2 separate regions of the Mustela erminea genome follow, and region 1 is linked to region 2. The links are chromatin contacts, called in public Hi-C maps. All regions are on one chromosome and are shown on one strand. The core of a region is the stretch at or near the end of the contact, and the rest is flanking DNA. Distances in the headings are between cores, read along the strand shown.

Region 1 (7,065 bases), core at 1,491-3,990, 230 kb after region 2:
CCACTTTTAGACAACAGGCTTGAGCAGAGGTATGTACAGCAAGGCAAAAGGGTCCAGTGACCACCTGGTTGAATACAGACAAGCCTATCAGGTGACCTACCTCAAAATATCCATCGTCCCTAACAGACCAATGGGCTACTTACAACCAGGAACAGTTACCAAAAAGTTTCAAAGTACCAAAGTACCAAAAGGAAAAAATTCTGTATGTCTCCATACCTCTTCACCTTCCTCCTTGAAATAACAGCCCCACTTTCTTGTGGTGGACGTCTCGTCTTCGCTGTCCTGCCTGCCACTCGTTTGTGGTATATTCAATAAACTATTTCCTTTGTGCTGTCTTGGGTGAATTCTTTCACTGCCTGTGCTACCCATTTCCAACCGATCATTGCCCCACATCTGGAGGTCCCAATCTGATCAGACAGACACCACATTCTTTTTTTACAATTTTCTCCATCTCAGCAAATGGCACTACTCTCCAATCAGTTAAGTCAGGTCAGTTACCTAGGAATCATCTTTCATTCCCTTTTCCCTCAAATCCCACATTATACCCATCTGTATGTCCTCGGATCTATATCCATACCTAAAAACTACCATCCACTTCCCCCCATATATTCTGCCACCACCTTAATTCAAACCACCATCACCTATTACTTCTGCTGCTGCAATAGCCTCTTAACTGCATGATCTGGTCGGCGCTCATCTCTCAAGGCCCATTTCACCACTTGTCCTTTCTGAACACATTTCAAGCAGCACCGGTCTTTCCTTAAGTTCTTCAACACTCAGGTGCCAAGCTCTTTTCTACCTTAGGGCCTTTGCACAACCTATTCATTCTGGAATGTTCTTCCTTCTAGTGCATGGCTGGATCATTTTCATCTTTTAGGCCTTACTCTAAGAGTCAACTCCTCTGTTAAAAAGAAAACCACAGACCCAAAATCGAGTCCATTTAGGCAGGGTCCCCAAATCGATGTTTAATACCTAAACTAATTGCAGTTTTCAACCTTTCCGCAGAAATAATAGTCTTAACTGGTCAGTTACGGGTTTTCCGGATCAAAGCCAACAAGGGCTCCCTCCATCTTAACAAAGGTAATCAGCATGGTAAGACTTCCGGCTCCCCCACCAGCAGGGAGAGTGACCTTGCTTGGAACAATCCTTTCTTTTGCTAATAACTTTCTAGCCCTACCCTCTTTCCCATAAAAACCTATTTTGTACAACCCTCCCAGAACGCCCTTCTACTTGCTACTAAGATGCTACCTGAATCATTTAATAAAGCTGAATAGATCTTCAAATTTACTTGGCTGAATTTTGTGTTTTAAGACCTCAGAAAGGCCATACCAAACCAGCCTAACTCAGTTTCCCATTATCCTTAACTCGAACCATCAAAGGTTTAAGTTGTATTTGGTGAGCAATCTAACTTGTTCACCATTGTAATACCAGTACCTAGTAACTCTTGGCAAAGGAAGACACTTAAAACTATCTGCAGAATGACTAACTACTGGGTACTTTGTGACCCAGTCTTGCAAGGTCAGGAAAGGCTTCCTGACTTAATAAAATACAGGTTGGAAGGAGTAAAAATTGGCCAAGGTGGGGATGGGGTTAGGTCTGGAGGTGAGGTGAGTTGGTGCATTTGAGGAATTGAAAAAAGACATTCCTTCCACAGGGCTGGAACCTAGGGCTAGAGTGGTGAAAATCAAAGCTCAGAAGTGGGCAAAAGCTAGATGAGAAAGGCCCTGTAAAATATGTGAAGGGTTTAGACTTAAACCTGAGGGCAAATAGGAGGCAAGAAAGCTTTTAAATGGGGGGGGGGGTGCCCTGACCAGATCTGCGACTTATCTTACAGCCTGGCAATGCGGAGACTGGATTGGAAAATAATACCATTGAAGTAAGAGCCGCTGGGAGGCTAGACGCCTACCTATGTAGCAGTCTTGGTGTTAATTGTATGCATTTGAGATATTCAGAGACTGGTAAGGACGAGCCGAACATGAGACAAGGAAGGAATCTGGAAAACTCTTAAGTTTCCGGTTTGAGCACACTGATAAGCACTTTTCCCTCTAGATCAAAGCAGTTTGAAAAGACCCCTTTTCCGGCACCTGGGTGGCTCAGTCGGTTAAGCGTCTCCGTTGGGCTCAGGTCAGAATCCCAAGAGTCCCGCACTGGGCCCCCTCCTTGGCGGGAAGCCTGCTTCTCCCTCTGCCCTTCGCCCCACTCTTGTGCTCTCTCTCACTCTCTCTCTCAAATAAATATGTAAAATCTTAAAAAAAAAAAAAAAGAAAGAAAGAAAGAAAGAAAAAGACCCCTTTTCAGCACGCATTACTTGGCATAGCCCGCAAAATCTCTAATTCTGAGCACCCCAAAATCAGGAGTAGTACTTTCCCTCTTTGTATTACCGGTTCCAGACGCTCACCCACATCTAGTTCGATGGCTTAGTAAATGTTGAGTAAACGCTAGTTCAACTCTTATCAAGAGCAGTGCCTAAAATTTAAATGACTGACCTTTTTCTCTTTACTCTCAGAAACCTTTTACAGAAAAGACTAACTCTTGAAAAAAATAACATAGAATGTTCTAATTTTCATTTATAACGACACTGAGGACCTCGTTAGGAGTCTCGCCCTTTGCGCGACCCGAGAATCTCTTCCCATAGTTTCTCACCTGAAGCAGAGGACGGAACCTGCCCGGGCAACGCTCGGTGGTGCAGACCCCAGGGCTTAGCGACCAGCCAGGCGCCTTCCAATCGAATCTCCCGCGTCCTTTTCCGCCGGAAGTGACGCTTTGGCAGTGGTTCCTCACAGCCAATCAGAAGAAGGCGCCGCCAAGGGTGGAGATTGAACACTGCGTTCTGTGAGTTTTTGGGAACGACCATTTTCGTCAAACTGTGGGTAGAGACAGGGTTTGGCGAATGTTCTTCTCTGAGTAGTGGAGTCGTGGCGTAGTCTATAAAGTTGGTTTTGGGGGTCGTATAGGGATCCCAGGAGGTGGTGGTAGCACCCCTCCAGTCGGGGCTCAGCGGGGTGACTGGAAGGAGGAGTGGAAGCTGAGTAAAGGGGTTGGTGGCGCGGTGAAGACGGAAGGGGGTGAGGAAGCGGGACCTGAATGGGGCTATCCCGAGCCGGGAGAAGAAAGGGGGCGTATCCTGGAAGAAGGGACCAGGACGTAACTTGACTCGGGGCTATGTGGGCCCCGGCGCCTCCAGTTAAGGGATGGGTTATGTGGACAACATGGAGGTTTGGGGTGACCCATGAACAGAGTACCACAGGAGGTGGTTGACTGACTTAATGGAAGTGGGGTGCAAGGAGCCAGACCGAGCGGTCTGCGGAGTGACGCAGTGTAAGTCTCTACACCTGTCTTGGGGCTTCAGTTTCCTCATCAGTTAATGGGAGGGGCGATCATACACGACACACTGATGCTTAAGTTAGATGAGTTGATGTGTGTGCCGTTATGCCTAGCGATATAGTGACCTTAGAGAACGCTCAAGAAATTGTCATGGTAGCTATTATTATTATCATATGGGTTTGCGGAGGGCAAGGGGTGTGGCAATGGAATTGAGGCCGGCAGGGAACAGCCGGAAAGGTGGATCTGTGGAGCGCTCTAGGAAAGGATGGGATTCCGGCGGTCAGGTAGGAGGAAGTCCAAGGATGGTTAAGGTCGGCTTGGGCTGTAACCGCGATGAAGCTGGACTCTATAGGGGCCTGCACGAGACGAACAAGAAAAGTTGCCTCGCCCTCGCGTTCGGGGGGGTTTGGGTGACCAGGTGTGGGCGGTGTTGCCGCGGGGTGAGTGGCTTTGGGTTACAGCGGGGAGGAGCTTATCTGCGGTGGGCGGAGCTGTGGTTGGGCTTGGCTCTAGCCCGCTGCATCTACCGGTCTCGCTCCCACCCGCACTGCAGCCGCCAGCTTGAGGCATGGGGCGTCCCACCGTCCTGCTCCTGCTCTTGGCTATCCTGACGCCCGGGGCCGCCTTCCATGTACCGCCGGCCATGAAGGCCCTCAGCAGCCTGCGCTGGTCAGCCAGTTCTACATTCCGCCGTACTGTTGCCAAGAATTACTCGGTTCACTACATCCAACAGAAGGTAAGGCGGAGCGGGGTGAGCGTGCGGGTAGACGAAGTTTCGAAGTCTCCCGTGTAATAGACCCGAGCCTAGGCACCGTAGCCCACCCGGACTTTCGGATCCCTAATGCCTAGGACTTGTTCGATCTTTGGCTCACAGCTCCCAGAGGGTGACACCAAGTTTCAGTTCTGTTTAAAATCTCTCCTCCCGTTACCAGTAATGTAACATCAATCCTGGTTCCACACTTTCTTCTGTAATTGGCTATGATAGTCACTTCAACTTCTTCTGCTCTCAGAATTCAAATTCTGAAAAATCTTCAAATTCTGCCGTAATTCAAATTCCCCTGACCTCCCGTCAAATTAAAATTACTTAATGCCAACTCTGTCTCCTACTCCGTGGTGACAGTCATCCTTTGTCCCTAAGCAGCCTCTAAATACACGTTTCCAATATCTTACTAGGTAATATTTAGTATTCAACCTAAAACGCAAGCCTGTCATCTCTTGCTTAGCTCAAAGTTGATTTTGTAACCCTTTGATTAAGAGTTTTTAACCATTCCTATTCTCCATAAGACTGAACTTATGTGTAGCCCATGCTTGTAGAGGAAATAGTAGAAGAGAGTCAAGATTTGAGGGGGGGGATTAGCATATCTGTGGTTCTGAAGCTTGAGTTTAGAAGTTTAAAAGAGCCTTGATGCTTGGCTGAAGCATAATGCACTCTGACAAGCCTGGATAAAAAAAGTATATCCTGCGTAAAATGACTGGATCTCTTATGGTTCTTTATTTCTGGGAGACTCTGTAAAGATAGGCAAAGTTTAGGGAAATGTGTGGATTAGAAAGAATTTAAGAGTCTGAGATTTGGCTTTTGGAGTTGAACAGAACAGCATACCGCTCTGTTAGCTCTGTGACCTTGGGAAAGATACAGTACTTCTCTGAACCCAGTTTCTTGGGGTGCCTGGGTGGCTCACTAGGTTCAGGGTCCGCCCTAGGCACTGGTCATGATCCCTAAGGTCCTAGGATCAGGTAGGGCTCCTGCTTAGCAGGAGTCATCTTTTTCCTCTCCTGCTCCTCCTCTGCTCTTGCTCTCTCCAGCTTGCATGCTTGCTCTCTTTCTCTCTCAAGTAGATAAAATCTTTAAAAAAAAAAAATGAACCCAGTTTCTTAATCTGGGGATTTGATAATGGTTAAATGGACAGATGACAAGTCCCCAGCAGAGAATTTGGCCCTAAATTTTGAATTTTGGTAGAGGGATCGTATGAATTTGTAACTTATAAGAAATTATTTTTAACCCAGAAATTTAAATTACAGTTTATGAGGAAGAGAAAGCATTTTATTTCAGTAGGGGTACCAGGAAACAGGGGACTTTTATTTTTTAATTTTTGAAACGGGACTTTTATTCAGACAACTTACTTAAATTAAATCTGTAGGGTACTGTTCTTCATTTGTAAAATGAGAGGGTTGAATAAGGAAGAGCAAAGTACACACTCTACTGAGGAAAATTAAGGGCTTTGGGGGAGCTATCTCAGGGGGTTGGTGGGTGAAGGCCCAAGTGGAGGCCAAGTTAGGGTATTCTAGCAACCCCTTTCTTCCTGAACACTTTGAGCCTGAGCTTTATGCTTTGGTTTATTTCATATATTGGGATTTTATATATGATTATTTGCAGAGTTTTACTGATAAAGTAAAATTGAAGGGGAGCTTCTGGAATGAGGATCTCTGAAATCTTTTTAAAAGTGATGAAGGGGCACCTAGGTGGCTCAGTTGATAAAGTGTCCCACTCTTGATTTTGGCTCAGATCTTGATCTTAGGTCAGTAGGATCAAGCCCCATATTGGGCTCCCAGCTGAGCATGGAGCTTGCTTAAGTTTCTCTCTCTCCCTCACCCTCTGTTCCCTCCCCACACTTGTGCACATGTGCTTGTGCTATCTCCGCCCCGCCAAAAAGAAAATAAGAAATGATGAAAAAGAGAAGTGTCAAGAGAAAAGGGGGAACAAAAGGAAGGAAGAGACCAAATGATCTGTGAGCCCTTAATTTATATTCCTTCATTATACATTCTTTTCTTGACCACTTACCTATTTAGAAATAAAATTTAAGATCGGTCCTTTTTTCATTTTTGGTCATTTGATAAATCTGACTTTACTCAGCCACCTTTTGCCCTCTGACTTAGTTTATATTTTAGGACACAGATTCCACATACATGTTTATTACTATAATAATAATTTTCCTTACACCAACTCCAGCTGAGCTTTATTTCATTTTTTGAGAAAACTTCCACATATATATTTATTACATAATAATGATTATAGTAGTTGCTAATTCTGGACCATAGATTTTTAGTGGGACTATGTCTGTATAAACTCAACTTCAATTTTTTTTTTTCTTAGTTAGAGGACTTGAAATACTTTTGTGCCTTTTGATAATAGACATCATTATTGGAATTGTAAGGCTCAGTTTTTATTCAAGGTTGAATTTTTATAACCTTTGTAATGATTTTCTTTATCTGTGGTTATATCTGTCCAGTTGACCAAGCCATTCCCAGCTGTCCTTTTAGCACATAAGTACATGAATGGTCTGGGTATAAAGGCTTAGTCCATGGCCCTTTCCCTCCCCTTTGCTCCTTAACATACGCATATACCTTTAGCAACATAGAACATAGATTCAATTGAATTTTATAGTGTTGGAAATTCTGTCTGAAATACCATTTTTCTTCTCCTCAAACTGATACCTGTATCCTCGCTGAAATTTCACCTCTTCTGTGAAGCCTTCTGGACTTTAGGGCAACCTAGTTTGTCTTTGATCACTCTGCACGCTTACTATTTTCTGTGTATACCCCATAGCTAGATAGTGCTTTCCAGTACCCAGAAGAGCCCATTAAAAAATATAAAGTACAAATTAAATACTTGTTGAGGGAGTGAATGAATGACTATCCAAAAAAAGCCTAAACAAAGCAAAGTCATTTAATTCACAAAGCAAATCATTTAATTGACACAAGTTATTTTTTATTCTTATTTTCGTTTTTTACTTCTCTTCTTCA
Region 2 (7,113 bases), core at 766-3,265:
AATCAAAGTATATCCTGAACAAAAAGGCATGATTCCTGACCTCAAATGGTTTTTTAATTTTTGGTAGATAATCTATGCAATCTATACTACTATTTATCTATGTATATGTCCTTTCTCCACAACTCAAATGCTAATTTCTTGAGGGCTAGTATAATATCTTATAGCACTCCTTAACAAAATGCTGCACATTTTACTCAAAAATCCTTTCTGAGTATCTACCATGTGCCAAGCACTGTCATAATATCTTTCCCTGCCTACACCTTAACCCTTTCCTTTTTCAATATTATCACAGTGTTTGGCAGGCAGAAGCTAAGACAGTGAACAGGATATAAGAAACCATACCACCTGGCCTCGAATGCTTGGGAGTATTTTTCTTTGGGGGCTATAATGTATCAGAGAAAAGGACTGAGTCTCAAAAAATTAAGTCATTAAGGGTGTTATCAATAGTCCTTGCTCAAACCAAGATGGCACAAGAATCTCACAGCCACACAAGTTTCCCGGTCAGTTCTCAATAACAGCACACGACCAGGGAAAAAAGCACCAGTGATGGCATTATCCAGGGGGAAATAATAGGATTTAAGGAGAGGATGGAAGAAAAGTTAACTAAGGGAAAGGGAGAGTCAATAGAGTGGAAGGGAGAAAACTAGGTAAGTCTAAAGTCATCTCCAGAGGGTCAAATGCTGCAGAGAAGCCAAGAGTCTAATATTTAACAAGCGTTTATGTCAGTCTGGACTAGAAGTCTCAGGAATAGTGCAGGTGGAAAGAATGAGAGGAAAGCTGGAGTGAAGAAGGATAAGAAACAAGTGAACAGCTTTGGGACCCACTTAAAACAAGTCAATTAAGGGAAATCAGGAGTCACAACTGAGAAAGGAAACTGCCAGAAAGGGCCAAAGCAGATGTGGATGAAATCAGAAAAGAGTGGCAGAGACAAAGGCAAGCGAAGTAGTCTGACTCACACGGGTTTGCACTCTCCCTAGAGGAGGTGGAAGGGCCCGAATCGGAAGCCCCTGGCATGGTGCGATCCCTCGGACTCCGGGGAAGACCCGAGTCCAGGCCCCCGCTGCTGCGGCGGTCTTCACTTGCTGTCACCCACGAGCCACTGCAGTGGCTGCCTTCGTCGTCGCTAAGACTGGGTACCTGATCCTCCCGGATTTTCTCCCAAGAGTTCCCGCTGCGGAAGCCCTCGTCTATACGTTCTCTCTCCCAGAAGCCACGGAGGCAGCGGCTGGCGTCTACGCTGACGCTCACCCCGGAGGAGTCGCTGGCCGCGTAACCGCGGTCTTCACTTACTCCCTCCCAGGAATTACTGAGGCTGTGGCCGCCATCGACACTCCCTTCCTCCCAAGAGCCACTGAGGCGGCGTCTGCAGTAGTCACTGCCTCTCTCCCCGAAGTGGCTGAGTTGGGGGTCCGGGACTACTCTAACACCCTCCCAAGAATCACTGAAGCACAGGCCGCGGTCTTCTCTGACCAGTCCCTCGCAGTCACTAGTTTGGTGGCTCCCGACTTCACTTAAATTCACGTCGCTGCTGCTGCAGCTTTGGTCTCCCCTTACTCTCTCCCAGGAGCTACTGTGACGGCGCCCACCGTCTCCCGTAACTCTCTCCAGAGAGACACTGCCCAGGTCTTCACTAACTCTTCTAGAGTCACTGCCGGAGAAACCGATGTCTTCACTTAGTCTTCTGCTAGAGTCCCTACAGAGGTGGCCGCCGTCTTCACGGATTCTTTCCCTGTCTTCGCTGGGACTACAGTCCTGGTCTTCGCTAACTCTCTGCCTTAATTGGCCCCGGCGTTGGCCGTGTCGGCCGTTTATCCTCCACACGCGGTGGCTACTGAGGCGGCCGCCGTCTTCGGCCGCTACTCCCCGCGAGTCGCTCCGGCGGCGGCCGCCGTGGGCTAGTACCCTCTCCTCCAAGTTGCTTTCCAGCCTCCCGACTCCAGCCAACCTGTTGGAGGTGCGCTGGAGCCGCTGCCTTGGAAACGGGTAAACTTCCGGCGTGCTGCGGTCATTTCCTGTTCCTCACGGTCTTGCGTCACTTCCGGCTTCCCCTCCACCTTTTCCTAGGCTTCGCCTCTAGAGACGTCGGAGGGTGGTAAGGACCGGTTTTTGTGAAATTCCGTACGGCCTCACATCCAAATTATCTAGGCCCTTTTTCTCCAATGGCCTAGCATCCGTCGCGCTTTCCATGGCTCAGCGAAGCAGGTGGAGGTTCCAGGACTGCAGTTTGCGTAGGTGACCTGTGTCGCGCGGGCCGGGTGGGGCCTTTCTTCGTCCTTGACAAATCTAGTATAGTTTCTCAGTGCTCGCTGGAACATCGGAGGAAATAGGTTCTTACCTTAGCGATTCACAGGTGTGGAGAAAGACCCAAAGGAAAAGTTAGCAGCTGCAGCTGCTTTCATTATTGAATGCTTATTAGTGCCAGGCTCTTCGGTAATTGCTTGGTACTTAATTCTCAATAATTTTTGTAAGGTAGGTGTTGTCTCTGGTTTGTAGGTTAGCCGATTCAAGGTATCAGTAATTCGTTAAGGACAAACAGGTAAGTTACGGAACCAGTATAAACACAGGTCAGTAGTCAGAAGACTGCCCCAGGGTTCCTGACTCCCAAATCCAAGGCTCCTTTTAATGTAAAATGTTCACTTTCAGCAGTTTGGCCCAAATCTTTTTATCCAACCTTATTGCTTAACATATATTCTTCCATTCACTCTTTATTGAAAATACCCGGGTGGGGCCAGGGGCCGCGAGGCACTTGGGTGGCTCAGTTGGTAGAGCACGCGACTTTGATCTCAGAGAGACGTTCCAGCCCCACGTTGGGCGTGGAGCCTTCTTAAAAAAAGAAAATTAGAAGAAAATACATGGGTCGGATTTAGTGCTAGCAGCAGAGAATACAGTAGAATTCTCTGCCCTCCAAGGGTATCACCCACCTTAGTTCCCCTTTCAACTTTTTTTTTTTCCCCTTTCCCCATCCTTCTTTCTTTGCCACAGGTTTTGTTCTTAAACACATTTGGGAAATTACCCTGACCCTGTCTTATCTCTCTTGAAGTACAGTAAGTTGACTTTAACTTCCATAGCCTCTTGTAATAGTGGTAATACTAATAATTGCCATTTGCTGAGTTCCTGTGAGTCTGACACTATACTAAGTACTTTCTGTTAGTTTTGTTATTTAATCCTAACATAACCTATCCGAACCGTATTATTCTTCCTTTTTACAGATAGAGACAAAAAGCACCAGTTATGCCTGAAGATTCACAGCTAGTAAGTATTAAGTACCTGAATTAGGTATCCAACCTAGATCTTTGATTTTTGCTGGACATACTTCTCAAAGTCTCTGAATTTCCGCAGCCTTTATTAGACCACTTTTCACATTATTTTAAAATTACCTATTTAACAGTTGGTCTTCACCCTGACTCCCCAAGGACTCTGAGCTTCTGGGAGGTAGGGACTGTGGAGAGCTTAGTAGCTGTGGTGTGGGTTAGGAAGTGGCTTGATGGTCAGTTGTTTGTTGTGGATGAACTGAGAGAATGAAAATCATCTTTTTTTTTAAGATTTTATTTATTTATTTGACAGATCACAAGTAGGCAGAGAGGCAGGCAAAGAGACAGGGGGAAGCAGGCTCCCTGCTGAGCAGAAAGCCCAATGTGGGGCTCGATCCCAGGACCCTGGGATCATGACCTGAGCGGCAGGCAGAGGCTTTAACCCACTGAGCTACCCAGGTGCCCCGAAAATCATCTTTTTTACAGCTAGGAGGGAATTTGGGATTAGTCATCCCAGTCTGCTTATTTTTAGAAATAGAGCAACTGAGGTGTTTTGTTTTCTCAGACATCAATTGAGTTATTTTAATAGGGGCCAGTTTCTATGCTAAATGATTTACAAATAGTTTCAGACTTAATCTCTATTATTATTTCTGTTTTTACAGATGAAGAAACTGCTCACATTTGGCCAAGATCACATAATAGGAAGTGGGGAATTGGAACTCACTCTGACTGACTCCAAATTAATAGAGAGTTTGTAGCCACTTACATAATAATGGTAAAGGTTTCATTTGTTGCTATATGGGTAAATTCATTGAGGGTCAGCACATCCTCAAAGGATGCACAAATGGCAGGAAGGATTAGAAAAGAAAACCAAAACAGCAGAGAAGCAGAAAAAAGAAAATCTCCCAAAATAAACGTAAAGGAATTAAAAATAAGATATTCATGAAATAGAAAATAAAATTGATGATAATGCCTTCTGTTTGAAAAGGACAATAAATAGACAACAAATCTAAAGAAAACGATATTTGGAAAAAAGGGAACATATTTCAGGTAAGAGGGACTTCGAAAATTGGAAGTGAATCTAGAATAGTCTTATATGGATAATCTTGAAAATTGACCTGGACAATTTTCTAGGAAAATACACATCCCGAAAAATTGGCTGTACAGTTAGAAAACCATAATGAACTGATAATCATGAAAGAATGCCCTATATATCCCTGACGAAGGTCACCAGGAACAAAGCATAGAGAAGAATGGGAGTGTGTCCCAACTATGAAAGGAACATAACCATAGCAGAATCTAAAAGATAGTAAAATAAAATATAGCTCAGTCTCACTTAAAAATACATGCAAAAAAAAAGAAAAACCTAACCTAGCAGTGCATTTAGAGAATAATGTCATAACCAAGTTGGGTTAATCGTACCTGTACAAGGATGGTCAACATTAGACAGGTAATGAAAATCTTCTACATTAGTAGATAAAGGGGAAAACTATATAACTTTAATTGATACTGAAAAAACACTTGAGAAATTAACATCTATTACTGATTTTTTTTTTTTTTTTTTAATTTTTATAATAAGGAACAAAAGGAAGTTTGCTTAACTGGATGAAGGGTATCAACCAGCAATAAAGAAACTTAATTTCATGATCCAGGTTATATTTTCTGTCATTCATACAATTCAACATTGTTCTGAGAATTTTGGATCCAGTATAGTATGGATCCAGTAAGTGAGATAAGGTATGAAATTAGCAAGAAATTAAGATAAATTATATCGTTTACTTGGAAAATCAATAAGATTGCATTGTCAGGAAGATGGTAAGCTCTCAGCAACATACAGATGATTTTTTTTTAATTTTTTTTTTTTTTTTTTTTTTTTTTTTTTTTGACAGAGAGAGATCACAAGTAGGCAGAGAGGCAGGCAGAGAGAGAGGAGGAAGCAGGCTCCCCGCTGAGCAGAGAGCCTGATGTGGGGCTCGATCCCAGGACCCTGGGATCATGACCTGAGCCGAAGGCAGAGGCTTTAACCCACTGAGCCTCCCAGGCACCCCCAGATGATTTTTTATAAACGATATAATCAACTTTTAAATGTAAAGAACTCACATTAGCACCAACAATGGTGAAACATTCTAGAAATCTATCAAGAAATAAGCCAAACCTACATTAAAAATACGTAAAACTAGAATTAGAATAAATGGAAAGATACGCTTTATCCCTAGGTGAGTAGGCTCAGTGTTTAAAGATGAGATTCTCCTCAGATTATAAATTCGTTGCATTTCAATTAAAAATTCTAACAATTTTTAATGGAAAAAAAGGGCGATTTTTTTTTAAAGAAAAGCCATACTTTTTTTAAGATTTTATTTATTTATTTGACAGAGATCGTAAGTAGGCAGAGAGGCAGGCAGAGGGGGAGGGGAAGGGAGGCTCCCTGCTGAGTAGAAAGCCTGATGTGGGGCTGGGTCCCAGAACCCTGAGACCATGACCTGAGCCAAAGGCAGAGGCTTTAACCCACTGAGCCACCCAGGCGCCCCACAAGTTGATTTTTTTATCTCAAAGAATGTAGGTGCAAGATTAACCAAAATGTTTTTTTTAAAATAAGAATGAGAACTCACCCAAATACCCATCAGAACTACAAAGCTAGGGTATGTATAACAGGGAGGTAACTGGAATAGGACTGGATAAGTAGTGGAACAAACTAGAATTCAGAAATATATGTATACACTTATTATAGCGGTAGCATTTCAGATACAGAAATGTAAGCTCTTCATTTTCATATGCAAAAATTTCAGAGTTTACTATCAAAGTGCTAGAAGAAAATACAGGAATTTGCTGTTTATATTTTAGGAAGTCCTTCTTAAGTAATATCAGCCCCAGGGATCACAGAGAAAACAAACATTTAAAAGATACATTACCATGAAGTTTAGACCAGAGGTAGACAATGTTTATTATCAAGTCTGAGAAAGAATAACTCTAGAAAAACTAATGAGCAAAAATGATGAAAAATACCAAAAGCAAGTACACCTGAAACTAATGAATGTTGTACGTCAACTGTACTTCAATTTGGGGGGTGGGGGAATGAACAAAATTTATTGAACTCATTAGGAATGCTCTGCACAGCACTATGATAAAAACTAAAAGATGGATAATGAGTGCTAAAAGAGGTCTGAAGACCCTGCTGGTGAGAGATTAAATTGGAATGACCCAGGAAGGACAGTTTGGCAGTATCTGTTGAAACTCTAAACATACGTTACCCTTCAGTCAGAAACTATCCAGTTGTAAAATCTTCAAAGTAACGTTCTGTTGTAGTAGGATAGTCATTGCAAAGTGTTATGGTTGTAAATAATTAGACACTTTAATATCCATCAGTGAAACAGTGCTGAATTATGCTACATGCCTATCAAATACTACACAGTTGTAGAAATGAGTTCTACATTATTAACATAGAAAAAGATAAAGTGAATGAAAGGCAATTATATATGCAATCTCATTTAGTTTAGTTTTGTTTTTTTTTAAGATTTTATTTATTTATTTGACAGAGGTCACAAGTAGGCAGAGAGGCAGGCAGAGAGAGAGAGGAGGAAGCAGGCTCCCCCCCTGAGCAGAGAGCCCGATGCGGGGCTCGATCCCAGGACCCCGGGATCATGACCAGAGCCGAAGGCCGAGGCTTTAACCCACTGAGCCACTCAGGAGCCCCTCATTTAGTTTTTTAAAGTTTTTCTTCAAAGAATGTAGAAGATTAAATCTCAGTATAGAACAAGAAAGATGTAAAAGACTTTTCCTATATTTTTTAATTTTACAAAAATTCTAAGTAAAAATACAGAAGCACAGGAAAACATGTATTGTTATAAAACAAAAGTATTTCTTA

The links. A called contact is a pair of places that touch in the nucleus more often than the background predicts.
Region 1: a contact with region 2 is called in a Hi-C map of spleen, with 2.3 times the contacts expected there. The contact joins the promoter of DDIAS here to the promoter of ANKRD42 in region 2. A contact is called at or near these places in 2 of 3 Hi-C or Micro-C datasets (fibroblasts and spleen).

Annotation. Positions count from the first base shown.
Region 1 is chr9:47,476,635-47,483,699 of mMusErm1.Pri, forward strand. It overlaps DDIAS (DNA damage-induced apoptosis suppressor protein), which reads right to left and starts at 2,741. Exons shown (of 5, transcript XM_032357983.1): 1 at 2,644-2,741. It overlaps PRCP (lysosomal Pro-X carboxypeptidase), which reads left to right and starts at 2,762. Exons shown (of 10, transcript XM_032357984.1): 1 at 2,762-2,832; 2 at 3,878-4,060. The coding sequence starts at 3,893.
Region 2 is chr9:47,249,667-47,256,779 of mMusErm1.Pri, forward strand. ANKRD42 (ankyrin repeat domain-containing protein 42) reads right to left here and starts at 2,016. Exons shown (of 12, transcript XM_032359712.1): 1 at 957-2,016. The coding sequence starts at 2,016. LOC116599683 (a long non-coding RNA gene) reads left to right here and starts at 2,022. Exons shown (of 4, transcript XR_004289448.1): 1 at 2,022-2,228; 2 at 2,983-3,044; 3 at 3,214-3,252; 4 at 3,914-4,800.